Linked DNA regions of Macaca mulatta: region 2 is linked to region 1. Evidence: chromatin contacts called from public Hi-C data. All regions are on one chromosome and are shown on one strand. The core of a region is the stretch at or near the end of the contact, and the rest is flanking DNA. Distances in the headings are between cores, read along the strand shown. Region 1 overlaps SMAD7 (SMAD family member 7). Region 2 overlaps CTIF (cap binding complex dependent translation initiation factor).

Evidence for each region. Hi-C and Micro-C count contacts between places; a contact is called where the count stands out from the background.
Region 2: a contact with region 1 is called in a Hi-C map of blood, with 1.7 times the contacts expected there. The contact joins two enhancer-like sites. A contact is called at or near these places in 3 of 14 Hi-C or Micro-C datasets (blood, fetal cortical plate and liver).

What each region holds. Positions count from the first base shown.
Region 1 is chr18:43,398,786-43,403,275 of T2T-MMU8v2.0, reverse strand. All of the region lies in intron 3 of SMAD7 (SMAD family member 7), which reads right to left. Among named protein-coding and RNA genes, the nearest start is that of SMAD7, 23 kb to the right of the region's middle. Within about 2 kb of position 1,800, at least 21 of the 40 cell types and tissues checked have an H3K27ac peak or open chromatin away from gene starts, as enhancers often do. A contact at or near this core is called in blood, where this site is marked.
Region 2 is chr18:43,494,879-43,499,623 of T2T-MMU8v2.0, reverse strand. The region is part of intron 10 of CTIF (cap binding complex dependent translation initiation factor); the gene reads left to right. Among named protein-coding and RNA genes, the nearest start is that of SMAD7, 120 kb to the right of the region's middle. Within about 2 kb of position 3,028, at least 13 of the 40 cell types and tissues checked have an H3K27ac peak or open chromatin away from gene starts, as enhancers often do. A contact at or near this core is called in blood, where this site is marked.

The sequences.
Region 1 (4,490 bases), core at 551-3,050:
GTTTAGAGCGAGTTCCTCATGGAGGAAACAAACCAAAATGTTTCAGGTAAACTCTGAGTTACTCAGAAAATGCTGGCACCCAACCCATCTCCACCACCCCATGCTCCTTCCCCAAACAGATCAGAGGATGAATCCTGGCTGGTGGAAGGTTGACCTGAGAACAATGGTTTTTTTTTTTCATGTTTTGCAACATCTCTAGTGAAGTGAGATGGCTGGACTTGGGGGTGGGCAGGGGGTGCCACAGGGTCTCCTTCAAAGGCCAGGCAGCTCTCTGGTTCCCGGGCCCAGTAGGCTTCGTTTCCACCCCTCGGGGATTTCTAGCCATGGCAGAACCCCTGCCCCCGTGCCAACCCCAGAGGTGAGCTGACCAGCTACAGACTCAGACACACCAACCTCGCATGCAGCCTTGGGGTAACTTCAGCTCATCCCTAAAACGGGGCTCCCCCAGGCCAGCCTCATAAGGTTGCTGTACCAATTTGATGCAAAAGTGATTGAGGCCAGTTGAGGAGAGTGCTGCACACACGTTGGTCTCATCTCTGAGGCTCCTGGGTTCTCCAGCTGCTCAGAAAATGCCCACCAGTCTTCCCAATTGTCTCCACAGCCCCACACCCCATGGGAGGACAGTTCTGGGCCAATGCCTATACTTAATAAGCATTTACTTTGCATAGGCTGTGTTCTCTAAGTGGCTCATGACAACAAGCCTCTGAGGCTGCATACTATCACCAGTCTCTTCAAAAAGGGAGTAGTGGGGGTGAAGCACAAGTCACCGGCTTGTGCAGAGCTATACTTCAAGCCCAGAATATTGCCTGGTGTGAGCTGTGGACACAGGCCTCTAAAGCCACCAAGCCCCACTGTTCTCTCCAAAGTGTCCTTCAGAACACACTTTGGAAATGCTGCACCAGCTTTTACAGCTGAGCATGGGGTGCAACTTCCCTGCAGCAAGAAGTGGGGGGTGAAATGGCTTTTTTGCCAGCAAGCTGCTCTGTGACCTTGGCCAAGTGGCTTGCCCTCTCAGGGTCTCAGTTTGACCTGTCCATAAATAATGTAAAGGGGACAAGGGAAGATGGCCCCATGGGCCCCCTTCTGGCCTTCATGGTCTCTGGCTGCACTCTGATTCTCAGTATTAAACAACACTGGTTCCATTTATTTTTACAACCTTCCAGAGAGTAAGAAAACCACTTTGAGGAGCAGGGTACATTTTTGCATTTAATTTGCAACAATAAAACAAAATCAAATCAAAAGGGAAAGGAGGTTTTGAGTCAGGCTTTGCTGTGTCCATCTCTAAACCAACTTTTTGTTTTTTAATTTCAAATAGTCAGAAATGAGTTTTTACTCTGTCTTACTATTCATCACCCTCAAGAGACGGTGGGCCCCCAGGAGAGGATCTCTTTTATCACTGTCATCCTTCCACTGTCTGCCCAGGTTTGGTTCCCTGAAGTTTCTCCTCCCATCACCGCCCTCAATGCCACCTCTCCCAAGCCTACATATTTGGCAGATCTTGCTGGTCTAGAACACTAATTAGTGACTGTGTCCTTACAAATTACGTTAAATAATCAATTCCTGGAACTAAAATGTACTCCCTGGCTCCCCAAACTGGTCCCACACCACCTCCCAAAACCCCCAAACATCTGAGTCTGAAGCCCCCAACCTGGGGATAAATGCTCCGAAGAGCGTTTATCTTGCCATGGAGAATGTAATTGAGGGTGGCACAGGGCAGGGGAGGAAAGCCACACAAATCAAAAGCTCTTGTCTGTCTCGCCAGCCAGGCTGACGCGGCTTCCTGTGCCCCAGCATTCAGCCATGCAAATTATAGCGTGTACCCAGCTGCCTGCAGCCACTGCTGTCTGAGGAGGCCCGCTCTGCCCAGGCTCCTCTGAGAGAGGCCTCAGAGGAAGGGTGGGGACTCCCGACCCAGCCAACTCCATTCATAATATTGACAGTAAAGGGCCTCTCTGGCTGCTGTTTAGTGTGCATGCAGCCGAATCATTTCTCAAGTTCGAATTTCCAGATACTTCCCCTCCATGGTGCACCAACCAGGTTCCCACTGTTACTCCCCAAGTAACTCAGAGCAGCTCTCTTCAGAAAGGGGGTTCACATATTAGCAGGCACAGAAGCCCTCAGCCCTGCATGGCATTGTCTGATCAGCTGCCTTCCCTCTGGGCATGACCCTGACACCCCCAGGAAGGCACAAGGGCTGGGACAAGCATGGAACAGAAAGTCTGTCATGTCCAAGAGAGACATCCAAGTCAAGTCTCTTACCTCACCCACCTACCCACCTGCCACCCTGAGAGTGTCAGGAGATTCCCCAAATTCCCTATCTGGATTCCCATCTGGGCAGTTGACACTGAATGCTGATTCTCTCTCTCTCTCTCTCTCACACACACACACACACACACACGTGTTAAAGCATCATGAAAATCTTAATAGAAACCACTGCATCATAAGCCAATTTTCTAAAAGGACAAAACCCCTAGAAGGACAGGACAGTTTTTCCCTGGTTTTGCAGGTGTGGGGGCTCTGTGCCTGCAAGAAACCAAGCTACTTTTGCCGTGGGCCTCGTTGTAATAAAGTCCCAGGGCACCAGGACCCCTAAGTCCTTGGAAGGTATCACAGGACCCAAAGGCAGACCCTGCCCTCTCCCACCCCATCCCCCACAGGTCCAACTCCACTCCAGTTTCTAGAGGGTAGGAGAGCCGTCTGAAGACGTGGAAAAATACAGCGAGAAACAAAAGTCCTTTTCATTCGTCCCCTCCCCCGGCTCCCCTTGTTCCATAACAATTATGAAAACTGTTGGATGGGATGGCATTTTGAACATTTACTGCATTCCAGCCAATAAATTCCAATGCAGGATCCGATGGAAAAGATCTCTCCTCTCCGGCAAGCTCCCTCCCTGTGCACTCGCAGCCCTCATTCCATCTCTCACTTTACAACCCAATACCAGGGCCTGGCCAGGCCAGGGCCGCACTGTACTTAGAGGGAAAAACAACAGTACGACAGCCTGGAGACAGCGTGCAGACTGGAAAAGTTAATCATTACTTCTGTCTGCCTCCGTAATCTAATCTCTCCCGCTTGGACACGCTCACTGTTCAGCCATCCCAGCCCTTTCACCCCTGAAGCACCCAGGACCTCCTAGACCCGAGCCCCCACTCCCTCTGGCGGGCCCTCCCACTCCTAACCTCCAGTTAGGAGGTCAAGGGAATAAAAGAAGAATGAAAGGGTCCCCCACCCAGAAGCTGCTGTCACAAGGCCCTGGAGTCCAACACACACAGCCAGACGCTCTGTGCTGGGTGCCCCACCTTTCAGAGCCTCCAGGTCTCCCATAAACATGGGCTCCCATAAATGTGAGCTCCAAATCTGGCTGGTGACTGCAGCAGCCCAGCACTGCCCCTCCCCCACCGTGCAGGGACAGACTGCCCCCTCCCCCCTTTCTCACTCCCTCTGCCCCAGGATTCACCCCTCAAGCCCACCCGCAGTCGGTAGGGCTCCCCCACCCCATGTGATCAGTGTGTGCCGACACACAAGTCAAGGAGGCTCTGCCGTTGGCGATGCCTTAAAAAATTAAACACAGAATGACAGTGTAATTTAGCAATTCCACCTCTGGGTATATACCCAGAAGAACTGAAAGCGGGGACTCCTATGGCATTTGCGCATCCATGTTCACAGCAGCATTATTCACAATAGCCAAAAGGTAGAAGCAAGCCAAGTGTCCATCAAGCACTAAATCAACCAAACATGGGATATTCATACAATAAAATATTATTCAGCCTTAAAAAAGAAGGAAATTCTGACATACCCTACAGCATGGATGAACCCTGAGGCCATTATGTTAAATAAGCCAATCACAAAAGCACAAACACTGTCTGATTCCACTATTCTATGAAGTACCTAGAGGAGGAGGCAAATTCATAGACAGAAAGGAGAATGGTGGGTGCCAAGTGCTGGGGGGAGGGGAGAAGGGAAGTTAGTGTTCCATGGGAACAGTTTCAGCTAGGGAAGATGAAAGTTCTGGAGGTGGACGGTGGGGATAACAGCACAATATGAAGGTACTTAATGCCACAGAACTAAACACTTAAAAATTGTTAATATGGTAAATTATATATATATTTTACCACAACAAAAGAGAAGAAAAAAGGCCTCAGCTCTCTTAATGCTCTCCTTTGCACCCCCGTAACCAGTCCTCGTAAGCATGGAGTTCCTGAATTGGGGATTCCACGGGTGGGACTGGGCTTCAGCAAAGATAGCGGCCCCCTGCAAATGTATACAAATTGTAGTATATCGTGCATTTTTCTGGACAGTCCTCAGTTTTCACCCATACTTGGAAGAGTTTGCAAGTCAAGAGACAGGAAGAAGTCTTTGGCTTCCATAGGGATATCTCATCAATGGCAGGTCATTCCCACACCCCTCAAACCCAAGAGACAAAGATCACAGATCACTGAAGGGACTCAGCAGCCAAGCCCAAGCCCTTATTCTGCAGATGAGAAAACTGAGGC
Region 2 (4,745 bases), core at 1,779-4,278, 95 kb before region 1:
GAAATCCAGTCTGTATTTTACACTGAAAGCAGCTCTCGATTTGGACTCAGGCACATGTGAAGTACCCAAGACCACATGTGGCCGGTGGCTGTTATGTTGGACAGGGCGGTCTGGAGGTGGCTTCTGGAATCCTCAGGCTTTTGGAGCAGTTCTGGATCCCTAAAGTATCAAAAGTCTCAAAAGTACTTTTCATAGCCTCTCACGGCACCAGGTAGCAAAGGGGCACCATGAATACTAAAGCCTCAAGCTCACAGCCAGTGTGCGTGTGGGGCTACCTGGCTGGAGAGCTCCCTGCAGGGTCTGGAAAACACGGTCCTTCTTTTTTTTTTTTTTTTTTTTTTGAGACAGGGTCTCCCTTTGTCACCTACGCTGGAATGTAGTGGCACAATCAGGACTCACTGCAGCCTCGACCTCCCAGGCTCAAAATGATCGGCTCACCTCAGCCCCCCAAGTTGTTGGGACTCCAGGTGTGCACCACCACCCCTGGCTAATTTTTTGTACTTTTAGTAGAGACAGGGGTTTGCCATGTGGCCCAGGCTTGTCTCGAACTCCTGGGCTCAAGCAATCCGCCCACCTCGACCTCCCAAAGTGCTAACGAGGGGGAAAAGGTAAGAAAGAAGAAATGCATAGAAAGGGAAGAGAAGGGCTGTGGCTGGGGTGGCCAGTTGCATGACAGGGATAAGAACAGAATCCACAGATAGGGACACAGTGCTGGGCAGGGCCAGGCAGCTGCCACCCTCTCCTCACAGCAGATCAACAGAAATCGTGGCCGGGTGTGTGGAAGGCACAATTAACTCATTCTTGCATTGCCCTTTGATTACACAGGACTACGATTTCTGTAATTAAGACCTTCTCCCTTACTCAGAAGTATTGAAACATGAAAGTATTTGCTGAATCTGGTTTCCCAGGGTTAAAAGCCAGACTTAGGAAACGCAAACACACTTGTGGAAATGCAAACACACATTCAGTAACTAATTATCCTTTAATTAAGGCCAAAACCCTGCTGAAAACAATTAGCTCTGGAAATTGAACAGTAGGTACAGCTCCACTTTTTGCTAATTGTTCTTCCCTGATAGCCAGGAAGTGATGAGTCTGGGGGGCGGGGTGGTAGGGAATGAATTAGTCTGCTGCTTTTGGTCTGGACTGGACCAAGCTCTACTTTTTTTGGAAATGTTAGAGGAGAGTTTGAGGTGTGGGGAAGGGCAAAGAGGATGTGGTTTGGGCAAGGGGAGGCGAGAGGCTGCCCCAGGCTTGGACGCGTGCCATGGGAAGTCTCAGAAGCTCCTGCTGACCACACAGACGTGGCTTGCCTGGCTGGAGTGGAGGGCGTGGGCCAGGGATTAGCTGACTGGAAAGCAATTAGATGAGGTGCGGCTGGCTGGGAAAATACCTGGAATCCCAGGGCCAGAGTTGAGACTTGCTTGGCTAATGCTGCAGGCGGGAGGCCTTGTGGGGCCTGGGGAGTGGAGATGCCCACCAGTGAGGGTGGGAGGGTAGCCGGATGGGCTGCGAGTCTTGGATGCCTCTTGCTGATGCGGAGAAGTGGATGAGTACAGATTGTATGGGCTTGGGGGTCCTGCAGCCCTCTGGGAAAGAGGCCCTCTTCCTTGATCACCATTTCCTCTCTCTAAATGCCCCCACCCCCGCCCCCACCACCCTCTACCCCTCCTCAGACTCCTTGGACGTTCCTAAAGCCTGCCTAGTCCCATCAGATCATCTCACCCCTTTCCTAGGTAGGAGGATGTACATGCACAGTGTCCCCCTTCCGGGGACTTTCACATTTTGAAAGGAAGGGTAGGAAGAGAAAAATGTGTGCCCCAAAGGAACAAAAGGGTGCTTGGGATTCTGGAGGGGTAGGGAAGATCACTGGCGCCACCAGACTCTCCCCAGAAAACACCTGCATGCTTAAAAGCTTACCTAGAACCCCTGAAGCCTGGCCTCTGGATGGGGGGCTTCCCAGGTAAGAGCCCCTGCTCTAGAAGTGGAATGTTAGGTTTTCATACAGGCAAGAGGGAAGGTCTTTATTGGTCCGAGGGGCCTTCCAGATCACCCTCAAAGCAGCTGTGCAAAAGATTCCAAGTGCTGGCCCAGCACAGAGCAGGACTCTCTCAGATTCCAAAAGCCCCTGACAGCTCATTTTTTTCCCCAGAAGGGACCCCAGCTCTTGCACAAACCCCTTCTCTCCCCTTCCCCCTCCCCTCCCCTCCCCTCCCTTTCTCTTCCTTTCCCTTCTCTCTATAGATCAGGGTCGGCAAATGTCTTGTATGAAGGGCCAAATAGTAAATATTTTAGGCTCTGCAGGCCAAGAGGCAAAGCCGAGTTTAACCACATCCCTGTGAGGTGTAGGGCGCGAGCAGCAGCATGAAACCAGGAGAGCAAGCGCCTTGACTCTGTCTTCATAGCGGAAAAAGCAGCCGTAGACGATATGCAAATGACTGAGAGTGACTGTGTGCCAACGAAACCTTATTTATGGACACTGAGATTTGAATTTCATATAATTTGTATGTGTCACAAAATATTCTTTGATTTTTTTCCCCAACTACTGAAAAATGGAAAGAACTATTCTTAGCTCATGGGCCATAAAAAGCAGGCCGTGGCCAGATTTGGCCAGTGGACTGTAGTTCGCCGATCCCTGATCTCGCTGTGTGGTTCTCGAGTGAGAAACTCCCCTCCAGATGATTTCAATGCACATTAAGGTTTGAGAGCCACTGTCATAAAGGAGAATTTGCAGTTTTTCAGGTGATGCTGATGCTGTCACTAGGGGGGTCCCACACAGAATATGCCCAATCTAGTCTGATCTTCACCCCATTTTACAGATGGCAAAACTGAGGCCCAGAGGCAACATACCTCTGTCATATGAGCCCAGGGAAAGTCTTCTTTGTCTCAGGATGCAGAGCTGGGTGCTATTCTATCTCTAGCCGCCTTCAGCGATCTGCCCTGCCAGCTCACACTGCCCAAGGCTCTACCGAGACACAGGAAATGTGTATGTGTCCCCCGGAGCCCGAGAGCAGCAGGGCTGCCGTGAGTCATTTCCCGTGAGTGGAGCTGGCATGTGCTGAGCCTTCCTCGTGCTGTCCGTTCACTCCCTTCTGACCACTCCAACCTGCGCTTTAGAGAAACTCCCTGCCAGCTTCCGGGAAGCGGAAAGCCCCTTCTGTGAGAAGGGAAAATGGAAAGAACCAAGGTTTGCAGGTCAGACTTGCATGATTTCAAATCTCATGTTCATGGTACTATCTGGGACTTGAAACAAATTCCTTCACTTCCTTGAGCCTCAGTTTCCATCAGTAAAATGAGAAAACAGCCTTTACCTCTGCGGGCTTCCCAGAAGACCTGGAGATTTCATCTGTCCAGTGTCAGGCACACAGTAGGGAACTTTTATGGTGTCTTTATTGGCCATCCTGGCGTTATGCATTAGCCACAAGGGTACCCAACCTCAACCTCAAAAGCCACAGAAAAAGGCCACCTGATCCTCCGGACGACATGTGCGGCCATGGCTGTGCTGATGGCCTTACCGAGGCAGTCGCTGTCTTACGCTCCTAAGACATTGCCATTGACGATTTAGGTTGTGCTGTGCAAAGTTCATGTCCTTGGGGCCCTTGGTGGCCTTCAGGGTGTGAGAACCCTGAAATTGTATGCAGACATCTGTGAACCTGTGTAGAGGTACATTTTTCTGGGAGACATGCAGATTTTTCATCGGGATCCTCAGAGGGATCCATGCTCCCAGGAAAGCTAAGGATCCCACATCTATAAGCACAGTGCAGAAGGGAGCACCAAACTTTCGAGGCATGTTCCTGGATCTGGGAATCAGCTCCCTGACCTCCATGAGTGGCCTTGGGCACACTGGAGATCATCTGATCTCCACCCTCCGGCATGATCCGCGACGGGGCTATGTGAGGATCAAATGGGACATGTCGGGCCAGGTGCGGAGAGGGGACTGGTGTGGGAACGGTCGGTCATTGTCCCTTCCCACCAAGCCCCCCACCCGCCCTCACCCCCGACTTGGCTGCCCCCCACTCAACCTTTGGGTTTCCTCTGCAGAGAAGCCTGCCCTGATCACCTCATCCATCCAAAGAGGGCTCTCTCCCAGCACCCTGTTTGCATTTGTCATTCTACCCATCTGCCCCCCACTGTAGGTGGCCTGGGGACAGGCACCCGGGCTGTCTGGTCCCCATGACCCCAGGCCGTCTAGCCCATGAACATTTGCTTCAGGAAGGCACAAATGCATACCCCCGCCCTAGGAGCCACTGCCTTGGAGCCCACCCACCTCCAGGCCCTACCTCCCTCCTCCCCGAGCAGCCACCTCTCTAAAGAGGCAGCTCTCACTGTGCTCTGGAGCATTCAGGATCCCAGCAACAAGATCAGAGTTAAAAAGTGTGTTCTGTGCTTCTCCTGGGGCTGACATGGTCCCGTCAGGTGCCCCCTGTTGAGCACAGTTAGCAGCCCCCAGAGAAGCCCTGGGCTGCCCCTCAGGGTCCCCATGCTCAGCCTGGTCTTTTTCAAGGCTTGATTCTAAGTGCTGTGTGGGTCCTGCCTGCTCTGCCTGGAGGACAGTGGGGATCACCACTGGCCTCTAGGGGACCCCTCCACCACCCTCCTGCCCCCTAAGATGTGTATGAGGCAGACCCTCCAGCTTCTCACACCTCAACTCCAAAGGCCTGGGCAATTATGAGGCACCAGTGAGTGAGATCCCCAACCAACCCCGTCACTTCAGCACTCCAGGTCCCAACATCCCACCAGGTCCCCCT